2 separate regions of the Mus musculus genome follow, and region 2 is linked to region 1. The links are chromatin contacts, called in public targeted proximity ligation maps. All regions are on one chromosome and are shown on one strand. The core of a region is the stretch at or near the end of the contact, and the rest is flanking DNA. Distances in the headings are between cores, read along the strand shown. Region 1 holds the start of Ptar1 (protein prenyltransferase alpha subunit repeat containing 1). Region 2 holds the start of Cutc (cutC copper transporter).

Region 1 (7,248 bases), core at 3,108-5,607:
CATTGAAGTTAAGGGAAAATACAAACTAAAAGCCCGTTTCTACTGTCACTAACATTTGGTATACATCTTTTTGCCATCCTTAAGTATTTTTACAGAATGTGAGATCACATTGGGCATAAGCTTTCGACAATACTCAACATGAACTCTGTAAAGTGTCACAACAGAACAAAAGACAGCCCAGGTTCAGGAAACTGTATCAATATCTTTATTGAATAGCTATTTCTGTCTTATAAGTTCTAATTCTTTTTAGAATGATTAAAAAGGACACAGTAAAATATCTATAAGAACTAATGCTTGTATATTAATCATTAAACCCCTAACTGGTAGTGAAGATATTTCCGAGACCTAGTAGGTCTCTGAAATAATTTTTAACTTTAAAGATAAATAACTTTGTATACCGCTGAAACTATATTACTGACATTATTTAGAAAAAACAGAAATTGCTGTTTATTGTATGCCACAGTCTGTATTTACTCTGAGCAATAATAATCTACAGTAAAAATCTTCACCCCATTTTACAGATAAGAGAATCTTACTTAAGTATATTGGACTAAAAATAAAACATGAAGATTCAAATCTAGGACTCAAATTCTAAACAAAAACTTTAAAAACTATACTATCATTTAAATGAGTAAACTACACGTGTAAGACCATTATATTCTTAGTTTCATATTCATCAATCTGCAGACAACTTTAAACTGTGTTTCATTATTATGCCCTTACTTAGTAGCCCTCCTATGGATTAAAAGTGTCTCAATTCAAATGCTAGCTTCCCTGAAAGAACTATCTTGGCCTTGTAAGTCAAATAAAGTCTCCTGGGTATCACTATTCATGATGTCTTCCTTACCTTTCTGCCTACTTTCACCAGTTATGTGTGGATCGGTTTGAAATCGCATTAAGGATAGAGCCCTTTGCTCAACTATGCGCTACTGGACATGCTCAGCTCCTGGTAGGACTAACCCTAGACGAGCATTTGGCCTGTCAAATGTGTGGGGTTTTTTTGTTTTGTTTTGTTTTGTTTTTGCTATACACATGAATGCAACAATTAGGCCAGAGAGTCAAGAACCTGCTCCGGTGTTCATGTTAAACACTGCCTCCCATGGGATACACCCAGCCTCCCTTCTCTTCCAATAGACAGCTAACGGATCGTCACTGGGAACTACACTGTACGGTTAATTTACTGTTCATGCAGGTTAAGTCTTAGGTCTTCACTAAAGCCACACCAGGCAACATAGTACTTACTTCTCATATAATTATGCTTAAAAATCAAAAGTTCGACTCTCATTCACATTAAGAACAGTCCCAAGTATCCAATAGCTACATATGGCTAGTATAGCAGATGCACAATTTAACCACACCAGAAATCTGGCTTCAGCACAAACTATATTTTGTACTTTTTGTCTCACATAGTGAATATGCACCTCAAATCAATGTAGATATTTGTGATGGTTTGTATATGCTTGGTCCAGGGAGTGGCACTATTAGGAGGTGTGGCCTTGGAGTGGGTGTGTCACTGTAGGCATGGGCTTAAGACCCTCATCCTAGCTGCCTGGAAGCCAGTCTTCTAGCAGCCTTCAGATGAAGATATAGAACTCTCAGCTTCTCCTGATCATGTCTGCTGGATGCTGCCATTCTCCCACTTTGATGATAATGGCCTGAACCTCTGAACCTGTAAGCCAGCCCCAATTAAATGTTGGTCTTTATAATAAGAGTTGCCTTGGTCACAGTGTCTGTTCATAGCAGTAAAGCCCTAACTAAAACAACATTCAATTGAAAAAGAACAATTTTCTGGATAAGAGAATATTAACATGATGACCTAATTAGGTTATACAGTAGATAGCTGCCTTCCACATTAAGGCACAGTCTATACCTCCTGGTAATAAATATTCCTGGGTCAAGCCACTAGTTGCAGAGAACCCAAAAGGATTCTCAGTCACCCATGTGAACAATATTTATGTTATGTTTTCCACTTTGCAAAGTGTTCTGGCAAGGAGTGGAGGGACCTAGGTTAACTGGCGCTCTGAATGCTCATTGGCCTTTCAAGATCAAGACAGCCTTGAGCCTGGGGGAACTCAGTCATAGCCGACAGAAGCATCGTTCCTATGTTCCTATAGCACAGAGCCTTTGGCTGCTTCAGGCAGACATTTCTACAGAAACAAAGTTAATATATTCAAGAGAGTAGATGGTAACAAATAAATTGGCAACCTATCTTAATTTGGAGAAGACAGGAAACAAAGGTAATTAATGAAAAACTTTTATAATACTGTTATTAGATAGTAACTTTAAAGGTAGATAATATCTGTTTTTAAAACTAGAAATACAGCCTTCTTGAGTCTAAAAAGGCTAGATTAAGCAAAGACATATTGGCACTTCTGAAAAGTCTAACACAAAAGACATTTTAAAAGATGGATAGAAGATACTCCTACTGTATGGAATATGTACTAAAATACAGCTGCTGACAAATACTAAACAATGAATTGAGCGATTTCAATGTTTACAGCTTACGAAACTTACTTCAAGTGCCCAACTTCTCTCAAGCCTTCACTTCTTTCAAACCTTTATAAATTCAAATGACCCAAATACTTACAAATAGCCATAAATTCTATGTTGACAGAGTATATATTAGTGAGACCGCAGAATAAAATTATGATGAAGAGAGAGGAGTTGAAGCCCTTTAGGAGTTTTTGATGATCCAGAAAAACAGAGACCTGATCCACATTCCACTGGGTCAACCTCCAGAACTAACTAATCATAATTTCGCCAAATATAGTATTTTTTGTCCACCTCAAAGATGAGAAACTGGAGTGATCACGATATTAAATGTCTAACCTTTGTTACAATGTTTTAGAAAATGACACCAGTGATTAAAAAATGAACCTTCTCACTTGCCCAGCTTCCCCCCCCCCCCCAAAGGATGTGTCTTTTACTTGCTCTGCAGCTGGAATTCTCAAAAAGGGCCTCAAAGACAGACACACAAGACATCAAAGCATTCCTTAAAAGGCCCAGCAGCCACTATGGCTACTGCCAGGAAATCACTCCAAACACTCATTGGGGAAAAAAGTCAGCAGTCAAAAGAGGAAAGGAGGACGACTTAGGGGCTGTCGGGGCTGGCAGGTATGTTTAGAGGCCAGTAGTCTTTTGTCTTGAAGGAAGTACAGTTTTAAGTCCTTAATTGAGAGAAGAAAGCAGGCCATCTGAGGACTTCTAAATTCTTTTCTGAGATCATCTTGGAGGAAAAGAACACTTGATTAAAGTGTTTGGCCTTTCATTTAGTGGAAAAGCTAAGGAGGCTAGAATGCGTAAAAATAATTCATGTGTTTTAGTAAAAAAAATTAAAATATTAAAAATAAATTGTATAACCAATGAGAAAATAATACAAAACCGGACTTCATGTTTGTTTCCCCAGGAATGGGCTACATTCTGGCTTCTTATTCTTTTGTATACTGATGTAGGTAACTCTTTAGTAGCTTCCTTTCCATTCGTTAAAGGGAGAGTATCAGGAAAAGAAAAATACAATCTTAAGAGTATCTTCCTAGAGAGTAACAAATAAAATGGAAAGGGAGGAGAAAGAGATAATATATGTATCAGTTCAGGAGTGAACTTTTAGAAGGCAACAATGCTAGGTAAGAATGCCTTAAGATGCTCGTCTGTAACTTCGGACGCGCTACTAATAAAAAAAAAGTATCCAGTTTGCAACAGCTTTATAAGATCCACTCAGGTCACCTTCAAAAATTGTTACATCCGACTCGCTTTGCAATTTTGTGACAAGCGAGTCGAAAAGTCAAAGGCAGCTTCCAATCACCTTTAGTTAACCCGAAAGGGGGCTGTAGGGAGTATGATGGGGTGGATAATCCTCTATAGCCACGCACTGGATGCAACCGAGAGTCGCCTCCAAGACACAGAGACCCACGGTAGTGGCCCGCGGGGCAAGCGCATCCCGGCGGAGGGCGGCGGGGAGAAGAGTTGCCACAACTCCCGGGACGCGTCGCGCAGGGCAGAAAACTCCACGCTCCGACGTGGCTCTCGGAGGTCGCTCCCCGGCACTGCCCCGCCACGCGTCTTGGTAACGGCCAGCCGGCTCGGCGCGACAGTCCCAGCCGCGCTCCGCCTGTCGGAAGCGCGCGTGGGCCCCGAGCGGCCCCGGCGAGTGGACTAGAGCGCGGCCCCGAGCCGCCCCCGACGACCCCGGCGGCGCAGGGCGCGCCACTCACATGTGCGGGTTCCTTCGGAAGGCGTTGGTGATGTCCTTCACCACCCTCTGCACCAGCACCGCCACCTCCTCGTTCGACTCGGCCATGTTGGCGGCCGCCGCGATCGGGCGCGCCTCCGGCAGAGCCCAGCCGCCGGCGGGAGTTCCGCGGGGGCGCGCGCGCGCGCTGGCTCAGGCGCGTTCTCGCCGAGGCCGCCGAGCACTTCCGGGTCAGGGAGGGCCGCAGCACCGCTGGGTTGGGCCGGCTCTTCGAGCTCGGTGGCTTTTGGTGGAGTTTTGGTTCACTAGGCGTGGAGGAAGGAGGCTTCCCCCGCACTTCTCCGAGCAGCCGTGTCCCAGAGTGGCCTTTACCCAGGGACCTCCGGATGGCTGCACCAGGCCCGCTTCACCGGCCCACCCGGGGAGGAGGCGGGTTGCTGACCTCCTTTTGCACGCCTGTGCTACTTTATGCATGAAGTGTAAAGTAGCGCGTTTAGTTAGATCTTGTAATGTAGTAAGCAAAGGAAAGAAAGTACAGGAGAAAGAACCCTTCAGATCTCGGGGATAAGGTTAAAAACAAAAGTAACCCACTGTACTTCTGTACTTTTAGCATTTTTGATACATTTCGTGATCACTACGTTAATTTGGAGTATAAAATAAAATAAAGGCTTTGACAATTGTTCCTGACCTCTCTTGCTCCACAAATTATAAGATTGCTCTGTTCCATTTGGATTTTAAAAGTGTTGTAATTAAAATTTTTATTTTTATATATCAGGTTTATTTGTCCCTTCTAAGTACAAAGTTCTGACTGCCTCTAACTGGTGATGGTGTCTCCTCCTCCTCCTCCTCCTCCTCCTCCTCCTCCTCTCCCTCCTCCTCCTCCTCCTCCTCCCCGTCCTCCTCCTCCTCTTCCTCCTTCTCTGATGCTTGAAGTCTGTATCTTTTTAATTTTTGGTTTTTGGCCCTGGCAAGGTAGTGCGTGGCTGTGATCTTGGGAGGTAAAAACAGGAGGTGACATTCAAGGTTATCTTTGGCTGGGCTATTTGAAACTTGGATCTCTGAAAAGCAAACTGTGGTTGGTCCTGATCCTGGTGAAGAAACAAGAGACAGTCTACAAACTTGTGGAAAGCAAAACAGACCTGATTAAGACCCTAAAAGACTCTGACAAGCTCTGGGAGAAGCAGTGAGACAAATGGGGTGTGTTGCATCCCTAGACCAAGAGCAAGTTCAAGAGTCCTGTCGAAGAGTGATACCAGGGGCTGGAGAGATGGCTTAGCAATGAAGTACACTTGTTTTTAGCAACCACAACCACCTGTAACCCCAGCTCCAGATGATCCAACATCCTCTTCTGGCTTCTGTGGGAACATACACGCACACACATCTTTTACATTTTTTTAAAAAGTAATATGCTACTGGAGGTTCCTCGGAAAATTGGAAATAGGTCTACCTAAAGACCCAGCTATACCACTCTTGGGCATATACCCAAAAGATGCCCCACCATGCCACAGGGGCACATGCTCCACTATGTTCATAGCAGCCTTATTTGTGAGAGCCAGAAGCTGGAAACAACCCAGATGTCCCACAATGGAAGAATGGATACAGAAAATGTTCATTTACACAATGGAGTACAACTCAACTATTAAGAACAAGGACATTATGAGGTTTGCAGGCAAATGGATGGAACTACAAAATATCATTCTGAGTGAGGTAACTCAGGCCCAGAAGGATATGCATGGTATATACTCACTAATAAGTGGTTATTAGCCAAAAAACATATAGAATACCCAGAATACAATCTACAGAACTCAAGAAGGTTAACAAGCCAAAGGGCCCAAGTGAGGATGCCATAATCCCACTTGGGAGGGAGAAGAAAGCAATCATGGGGACTTGGGGGTAAGTGGCAGAGGGAGGGAGGAACCTGGGTGGGATAAGGGACAGGGAGGGAAAAGGGGGACATGATCAGGTATTGGAGGTGGGGACAGGACTGAAGCCCTGAGGCCCAGCCAAAAGAATGGAAACAGACAACCTTGGGAAATAAGAGGTGGGGGGACCCTCTAGAATGTGCCAGAGACCTGGGAGGTGAGAGACTCTCAGGACTAAAGGGAGGGACCTTAGATGAAATGCCCTACACTGGGGAGAGGGAACCTATAGAGCCTACCTCCAGCAGAAAGAAAGGGCATCATGTGAGGGATGGGGTTGCCATCCCACAGTCAAAATCTCCGACCCAGAATTGTTCCTGTCTAAAAGAACTGCAGGGACAAAAATGGACAAGAGCCTGAGGGACAGGAGGTCCAGTGACAGGCCCAAATTGGGAGTCAGCTCAAGGGGAGGCTCCAAGGCCTGACACTATTAATGATGCTCTGGCGTGCTTACAGAGAGGAGTCTACCATGGCCTTCTGAGAGGCTGCCCAAGCATCTGAGTCAGATGCAGATACTTATACCCAAGCAATGGACAGAAGCCAGGGACCCCTGTAGATGAATTAGAAAAAAAAACTGGAAGAAGCTGAGGAGGAGGGCAACCCCATAGGAAGACCAGCAGTCTCAACTAATCTGGACCCCTGAGATCTCTCTGACACTGAGCCATCAACCAGGCAGCATTCACCAGCTGGGCCAAGTCCCTGGACACATATACAGCAAAGAACTGCCTGGTCTGGCCTCTGAGAAAAGATGCACTTAACCCTCAGGAAACTTATGGCTCCAAGGAGTGGTGAGGTCTGGTGGGATGGGGGTGGGAGATAGGAACTTCCTTTTGGAGATGGAGGCAGGGGGAGGGGCATGGGATAAGAAACAGATAGAGGGCAGACCAGGAGGGGGATAATGACTGGACTATAAAAAAAAAAAGGTTTAATAATAATAATGATGAAATTAATATACTGAAATAAAGTTTTTTGTGCAAAATAGAAAAAAATATGCTACAATCTTCTGATGGCTTCAGATAACTGGCAAGTCTAGTCAGAACCATTTCTCCTTCCCTTTGTGACACTAGGGAACAGCCCTGACTTGTGAGAGCAGAACTTAAGGACCACACTGAGAAATAGAAGTTTTTTCAAAGTCTTTCT
Region 2 (7,248 bases), core at 2,645-5,144, about 20 Mb before region 1:
GGGAGGGGGATGAAGTCTAGACTGTAGAAAGGGATTAAAGAATAAAAAGTAAGCCGGGCAGTTATGGTACACGCCTTTAATCCTAGCACTTGGGAGGCAGAGGCAGGCAGATTTCTGAGTTCAAGGCCAGCCTGGTCTACAGAGTGAGTTCCAGGACAGCCAGGGCTATAGAGAGAAACCCTGTCTTGAAAAACCAAAATAATAATAATAATAATAATAAATTAATTTTAAAAATATTAAAGAGTTGCTGTGGACAGGGAATAAAGGCAGTATTAGGAGAAAAGAGTAGAAAGTAACATCAAGGTTTCAAAACATTCCTCATTCCTCAGAGCTTTAAAAAGCAAACCAGTTACTTTGGAGTATCTATCAAGGTAATTTTGAGATGAAGGGAATGGTGATAGGGAAGGAACTTTCAGACTACTGGGATTGTATTAAAAGGTCTCAGCAACAAGGCTCTCACAAGCCAAAGATAGGACATTATAAGCACCAATAAATAAAATAACTATGATAGATTAAAACACATATTTGACTAGACTAGGATTCCCCTAGTAGACACATCTCTTGAGTGCATCTTTGAGGGAGTTTCCAGAGAAGTTTCACTGAGAAGTAAAGATTCACATTGTATGTGGGTAGCACTATTTCATAGGCTGGAGTTCCAAACCAAAAACAGAGAGGAAGCCAACTGAGCACCAGCATCCATTTCTGTTTCCTGACTACAGACACAATGTAAGACACAGACACAGCTGTCTCACCACGCTCTGCTGCCATGCCTTCAGTGCTTCAAACTGGGAGCCAAACTAAACTCTTATGCTCAGACCCCTAAGAGATCTTTAAACTCTTTCAAACTTTTAAATTTGTGTCAAGTGCAATAAAATAATCATGTTAATGAGTTAGCAGGATTATAGACACTTGACTTGAAATGTGGCCTGCTTGGGGAATGGGGAGATTAGACAGATTAGACCATGCTGGGACTGTAAGCACGCACCACCACACCAAGCTCTTCAGTAGGTTTTCTAGTTAGTTGTTTCTGAAAGGACTGTTGCTATTGGAGAGATGACAAGGCTTTTTAAATTTTTTTAATGGAGTCTCAATAACTCACATGGAACTCATAGTGGCACTTCTGCTGTAGCCTCCCACGTGCAAAGCTTTTGAGGTCAGTTCATAGGATTCATTTTCAGACTCTCAAAAGGTTGCCAGCCATCATGTATCATCTAGTTTTCCTTACCTCCTCTTTCTGCATTCACAGCGGACTCCACCGAATCTACACACACTTCCATAAGAAATCCATTTCCTGCTCCTAAAATATATGAACAGACATTCTTGAAGGAACTAGCAATTAATACAAATCTCCCATAAATACTTCATAATTTTGCTGCCTGAATTCACATGTGCAATAGAATAATAAATTGATGCACTAAGGCCCATCTATGTGGTAAAATGTCATTCATTAAAATTGACATCTCTAGACCATGAAATAGATATACAGACACACACATAAGAAACCAAACTGAAACCATCTTTACTACACAGTAAATGGGACACTAATCTCCCTAACACAGAGACCTCATCCCCGTGTATCCCAGCTCAGACTCTCAGAGTGTTTCTCAATGCCAGGCGTTATAAAAAACGAGAATTGGATTTCAAACCCTGGTCCCACTACTTTATTCCCTGTGTGATCCCAGACAAGTTACTTACATTTTCTATAAAACAAGAGTGGGCTTCAGTTCCTACCTCAGGGTACTGAACACTGAGATAACTTACATAAAGGCTCTCATACTAAGCATTCAAACCCATTAAGATACAGGGTTTCCTCTTTATGACTCATTCCCTTCAGTCTCCATTTTTGCCAATGATTATACTATCTCAGTTGACAAAACCCTTCTAGTTTAATCTTCGAATGCTAAACTTTTCCAAGGACCATACCAAGTCACATTTCCACGTTTTTTTTTTTTCCTCCCAAAGTAGAAACTTTTATCTACTTCTTTTGAACTCCAATAACTTGAGTTTATATATTTCTCACTAAACCCCTAGTTTCACCTCTTATTTATGAGATAAACATCTGGTCGTTATAGTTGACGTGAAGTTCCTTAATAAGGTCATTATAAGGATTCTTTATAGTCACCTCTCAGAAAGCAAAGGTCGGTCCTACCATGCTAACAAGTCAAATATACAGTAAAATCTGAATTACAGATTCATATGTTGATAATAAAAAGTGTGGTGTTAGCAGCTTTGGGGTTTTCCTGCAAGTTAAATGTATAACTCATTTTTAAAAAAGATTTATTTAATTTTTATTTATATGAATACACTGCAGCTGTCTTCAGACCCACACTAGAAGAGGGCATCAGATCCCATTACTGATGGTTGTGAGCCACCATGTAGTTGCTGGGAATTGAACTCAGGTTCAATTGAAGAGCAGTCAGTGCTCTTAACCGCTGAGCCATCTCTTCAGCCCATATAACTCACTTTTAGTTATCAGTTTTAAATGTTGGAGCCTAGAAAATGGCTCAATGGGTAAAGCTACTTACTGTGCAAGTCTGACAACCTGAGCTCATTCCCTGAATGTATTTAAAGTTGGAAGGAGAGAATTAACTCGACAAAGCTGTCCTCAGACCTCCACACACTTACTATGGCACATGTACCCACCCCCACACAATAATTACCAACACACTTTTAAAGTGTTTAATTCATGCTTCATGTATTGATCTCTGCGAGAACAGTCACCACATTCTAATAGTGGTTACTCCTGGGCAATGAATTTGGAATTATTTTTACCTTTCTATATTGCTTGACTTCTTCTACCTGATATTGCTTTTATGATGAAAGATTACTTGGAGAAACAAACAAAAATCTGTCACCTCCTAATAAGTTGCAATAGTCATTGATTTAATAAAAGACTATCAGTCCCATAGATTAGGATTCAAACATTAACCAATGGTCGTAAACAACAATACAGTAACTCCACAAATCTGGTAACAGCCCCACCAGTGGGGCTGAAGATGCTGAAGGAGTATCAGGAGCTCCATACAAAAGTATGGGAATGTCTACAAACTGTTGCAACAGGAGCCTGAGCAAAAAGCAAAAAGTAGGGATCAAAAAAGACATTTGAAGCAGTAGTGCTCAAAGTTAGAGACTCCAGATGGCTTTGGGGAGTCTGTGTCTGTATTTGCCTCTTGGGAGCGGACTGCAGCTTTAGAACACTTAAACACGCTGAGACAGGTATGAGAATCCAACTACCTTCCATCAAGTGAGATATTAAAAGAGATTTGCAAAATACAGAGCATTGCCCCTTTTGCTGTTTTGTTTAGGGATATTTATCCTTCATAAAAGTTATTTGTCTTGACATATTAATAGGCATATCTCCCGCAGGAAGCAACCAGTCATCTGTTACGCAATGGCTGTGGGAACGGATCCCACTCGCCACCCTCGGTGGCAGCTCTAGGTTGTAGAGCTGTCACCACACTTTTATTATCTACCACAGAGACAGGGAGGTGGTATGGTGCCCTCTTGTGGCCCTAGGGGCGGCGGGACGCTGAGGGCACTTGCGAGACTGGCGGGGATCCAGGAGCAGCTGAGGGACTGCGTGACTGCCCGGGACTCCGGAGCACTGAGAAACTCGACCGCGGGAAAGCCTGGCAAGCCGGGACCCACCCCGGGGTCCACCGGCCGACCGCCCCCCTGCCCCGCCACCTTCCGCACCCGCCTTCCCCGACGATATCCACGCCTGTTTCCGCTCGCAAGAAGCCCCTTTCTTCATGCTTCCCGCGTTCCTCCCTCGCTCGCCTTCGGTTTCCACTGAGTCCCCGCGGCCGCGCGAGCGACGGAGGAGGCGCGTCCCCGACGCCCGTGCCCGGCAGCCTCCCAGGGAGTCGTGCGTGCACGCGCAGTGGCCAACCTAGCGCGAGGGGGCGCGCACGACGCCTGACCCGGAAGTGCTTGTTCTTTCGGGAGCGGAGAAGCGGACCGCAGCTCGCTGGGGCGCTCCGGCAGTGGCGCTGTACTGTCAGCATGCAACGGTTGCTCCTTCCGTCCCTGAGGGCCTTGACGGGGAGCCGCAATGTCGGGCTCCTGGTCCCTAGGGTGGCGTCCAGAACACAGGTACCCACTCCTGCTGGCTCGGATCACGGAAGCCGGGCTGGGATAAAAAAGGCCAGGATAAAGTAAACGGACCGCCCTGCAAGTCCGGCTCGCCTTCTCATTTCAGGACATATTTCCTTGTGTCCCGACACCTCCCTGAATGCGGATCCGGAAATATTACCCACTGCTGTGTATGACTGACCAATTTACTTAGCTTTTAAGTTTCAATTTCCTTTTCTGTAGAATGGGAGAACGACCTGTTACACAAGGTGTTTGTAAGGATTAAAATTTTAAATATACATCAAACCCTTAGCACGTGATAAAGGCTCAGTAATTTTTCTTTTCTTTTTATTTTATTTATTTATGCATTTATTTGCACATTTGGTTTTTGCTAAAAGCCACCAGGCAGTCAGGAACTCCTATGTAGCCCCATTCCACAGTGAAGGAAATTGAGACTTACTTTAAGTTGCTTGTCTAAGATACCCAGTTACTTAGAAGTAGGAAACTGAACATACTTTTTTTTTTTTTTTTTTTTTTTTGGTTTTTCGAGACAGGGTTTCTCTGTGTAGCCCTGGCTGTCCTGGAACTCACTTTGTAGACCAGGCTGGCCTTGAACTTAGAAATCCACCTGCCTCTGCCTCCCGAGTGCTGGGACTAAAGGTGTGCGCTACTACCGCCCGGCCAACATATTTTTGCTCTTAGTGTTAGACTCAAAAGAAGACATGTATTCTCTTCTCTGATAATCAGTAGTAAAAGGTGAAAGATCTTTATGGTGTGAAGAGAAACCAGAGAATTCTAGAGTTTGTTATGTTCCTGGAAAAAAAAATATGCCCACATAGTGCCTGCCCTTGAGGAGTCAGTTCATTCAATTGTTAGTTCGAGTACCAAATATGTATTAGGTCTTGCTGTGTAAGGACCCAGTACTACAAAGGGAGCAAGAGGAAGAGCTCCCAGCTTAGTGGGGCATAGGGACAGATCACCTGATACATGACTGTGTGTTAAGGCTTGTGGTAGGGAAGGTACTTTGTGCTGTGACAGTAACCTGTTGTAAGATCCAGGAAAGTCTGGGGCATAACGATGCCAGCCCCGATCTCCAGTGGGTAGTATAAATGGAAGTGTGTGGGAGGGAATAGCACATTTAGAGACTGAGAACCCAGTAAGAAAGGGCTCAGTAGTGCAGATGAGAGTCGGTGATTAACCAGAGCGGTAGCTGTGAAATGCAGCCTTACAGGGGCTTTACTCCAGTTAAATTGAGGATAAGTGTTGGTAGCAGATTCTTCAGTTACGATTTTCTGTCTTGCTCCTTAGTGTGGCAGCAGCTGTGGCAGCCAGCGTCCTCTGAGGCCAGGACAGTACAGCACCATCACTGAAGTGGCTCTGCAATCCGGAAAAGGGACAGTGTCCCTTCCTTCGAGGGCAGCCGAGCGGGCGGTGGGCCGATGGCTTCTGGTGTGCAGTGGGACAGTGGCTGGAGCAGTTATTCTGGGAGGAGTGACCAGGTGAGTCATTTACTCTTGGTGAATCAGGTTATCAGCCAAAAAGGGAGCGTTGGGCCTCATCTACTCTAGCTCGCTCCATTACAGATGGGGAAACTGGTAGCCTGCTCTGCCTTAGAACAGGTTGGCTTTTTATTAGTAGGAGTTTCATTATCAGGACCAGTTTCAGTCTTAACTGTTGCTGGGCGTTGTTTCTATATATTTTTACCTCTCCAGTGTTAAGATCATACATAAATCACAGCCGCTTCATGTATCTCTTAGGTTGTCTTAATATCTATAAACTGACTTTATGGATTTAGGCTTTCCCTTCCTCTAACATCTTTTACTTTTATGTATTTATTATAGCTCTGTTATTATTGTACAAGACCAAGTCATTTGTCCTGTGGTTACCCAAAGTAACCAGGGACTATCTGGTGATGGTTAACATATCCTTTGTCCTTTAAATGAGTAGTTGTTTATTAGATTCAGATTGGGAATGAGGGGACAGAACATTGCCTAGGTGATGCAGCATTCACTCCGGGATCTGTTGGGGACTTCAGCTGACTTGATTACTATTGCCTGAATCCATTATTCAGCTGACTTGATTACTATTGCCTGAATCCATTATTTCGTGAGAATTCCAAAATGGTAGTTTGTGTTGTCATCACCCCAGGAGATAGTCTTTATGAGAAAGGCAGGAGGAGGATACTGGTTTTCTTTGTTCACTAATTTCCAAAATAATGAGTCTGTTGCCAAGATCCTCCAAAGGTTACAAGGACAGGATTTGGATTTTAAAGTGCATAATATACTGGGGCTGGAGAGATGGGTCAGCAGTTAAGAGCACTGGCTATTCTTCCAAAGGGCCTGGGTTCAATTCCCAGCAGCCACACAACAGCTCATAACAGTCTGTAACTCCAGCTCCAGGGGATCTGGCACTGTAACGAAGACACACATGCAGGCAAAACACTAAAGCACATAAAATAAAACCAAACAGATCACTGAAGTGCATATATTTAAACGCATTAGATAGATCTTAGTACACTGTGAGGATTGTGTTGATAGTTTGCTTAAAATCTCCCAGCTTAACTGGTGGGAATCTCTTGAAAAAGGTTCCAGCATCTTTTGACAAGGTCTTTGGAAGTGTCTTTGCTTTCTGATCTGATAAGGTTTTCCAGGCTTATCTTGTATGTTTCTTGCACTGGCCTTTAGTTTAAAAAACTGGATTCCTTTGGGTGAAGATACTTTTTAGTTTGTGTGTGCACATCCATATCTGTCTGCACATATGTAGAGGTCAGAGGATGACTTCATTCCTGGGTCTGTCTCCGTCTCCCTCTCAGAACCAAGGCCTGCCATTGACCTTGAACTTGCTCAATAGACCATTGAGTTCCAAGGGTCTGTTCATCTCTACCTACCCAGAACTGGGATTACAAGTGTACGCTTTTGTGTCTGTTTTTTGTTTGTTTGGTTTGGTTTGTTTGTTTTTTTAACATAGGTTCTGAGGCTGGTGTCCAGGCAAGCCCTCTATTGGATGAGCTGTCTCTCCAGCCCCTACTTTTTTTTTTTTAACTTTTTTTTTAAAACTCTTTTTTTTTTTTTATTTTATTTTATATGTAAGTACACTGTTGCTGTCTTCAGACACACCAGGAGAGGGAGTCAGATGTCATTAAGGATGGTTGTAAGCCACCATGTGGTTGCTGGG

What was found.
Region 2: a contact with region 1 is called in a targeted proximity ligation map of thymic regulatory T cells, with 27 times the contacts expected there. A contact is called at or near these places in 1 of 39 promoter capture datasets (pre-B cells), 9 of 484 Hi-C or Micro-C datasets (CD4 T cells, CD8 T cells, double positive thymocytes and 3 more), 1 of 130 datasets of targeted methods (thymic regulatory T cells) and 2 of 9 other capture datasets (adipose tissue and liver).

What each region holds. Positions count from the first base shown.
Region 1 is chr19:23,684,509-23,691,756 of GRCm38.p6, reverse strand. Ptar1 (protein prenyltransferase alpha subunit repeat containing 1) reads right to left here and starts at 4,357. Exons shown (of 7, transcript NM_028208.1): 1 at 4,212-4,357. The coding sequence starts at 4,297.
Region 2 is chr19:43,749,669-43,756,916 of GRCm38.p6, reverse strand. It overlaps Cutc (cutC copper transporter), which reads right to left and starts at 3,894. Exons shown (of 9, transcript NM_001113562.1): 1 at 3,697-3,894; 2 at 1,226-1,297. The coding sequence starts at 3,754. It overlaps Cox15 (cytochrome c oxidase assembly protein 15), which reads left to right and starts at 3,917. Exons shown (of 9, transcript NM_144874.4): 1 at 3,917-4,095; 2 at 5,383-5,573. The coding sequence starts at 4,006.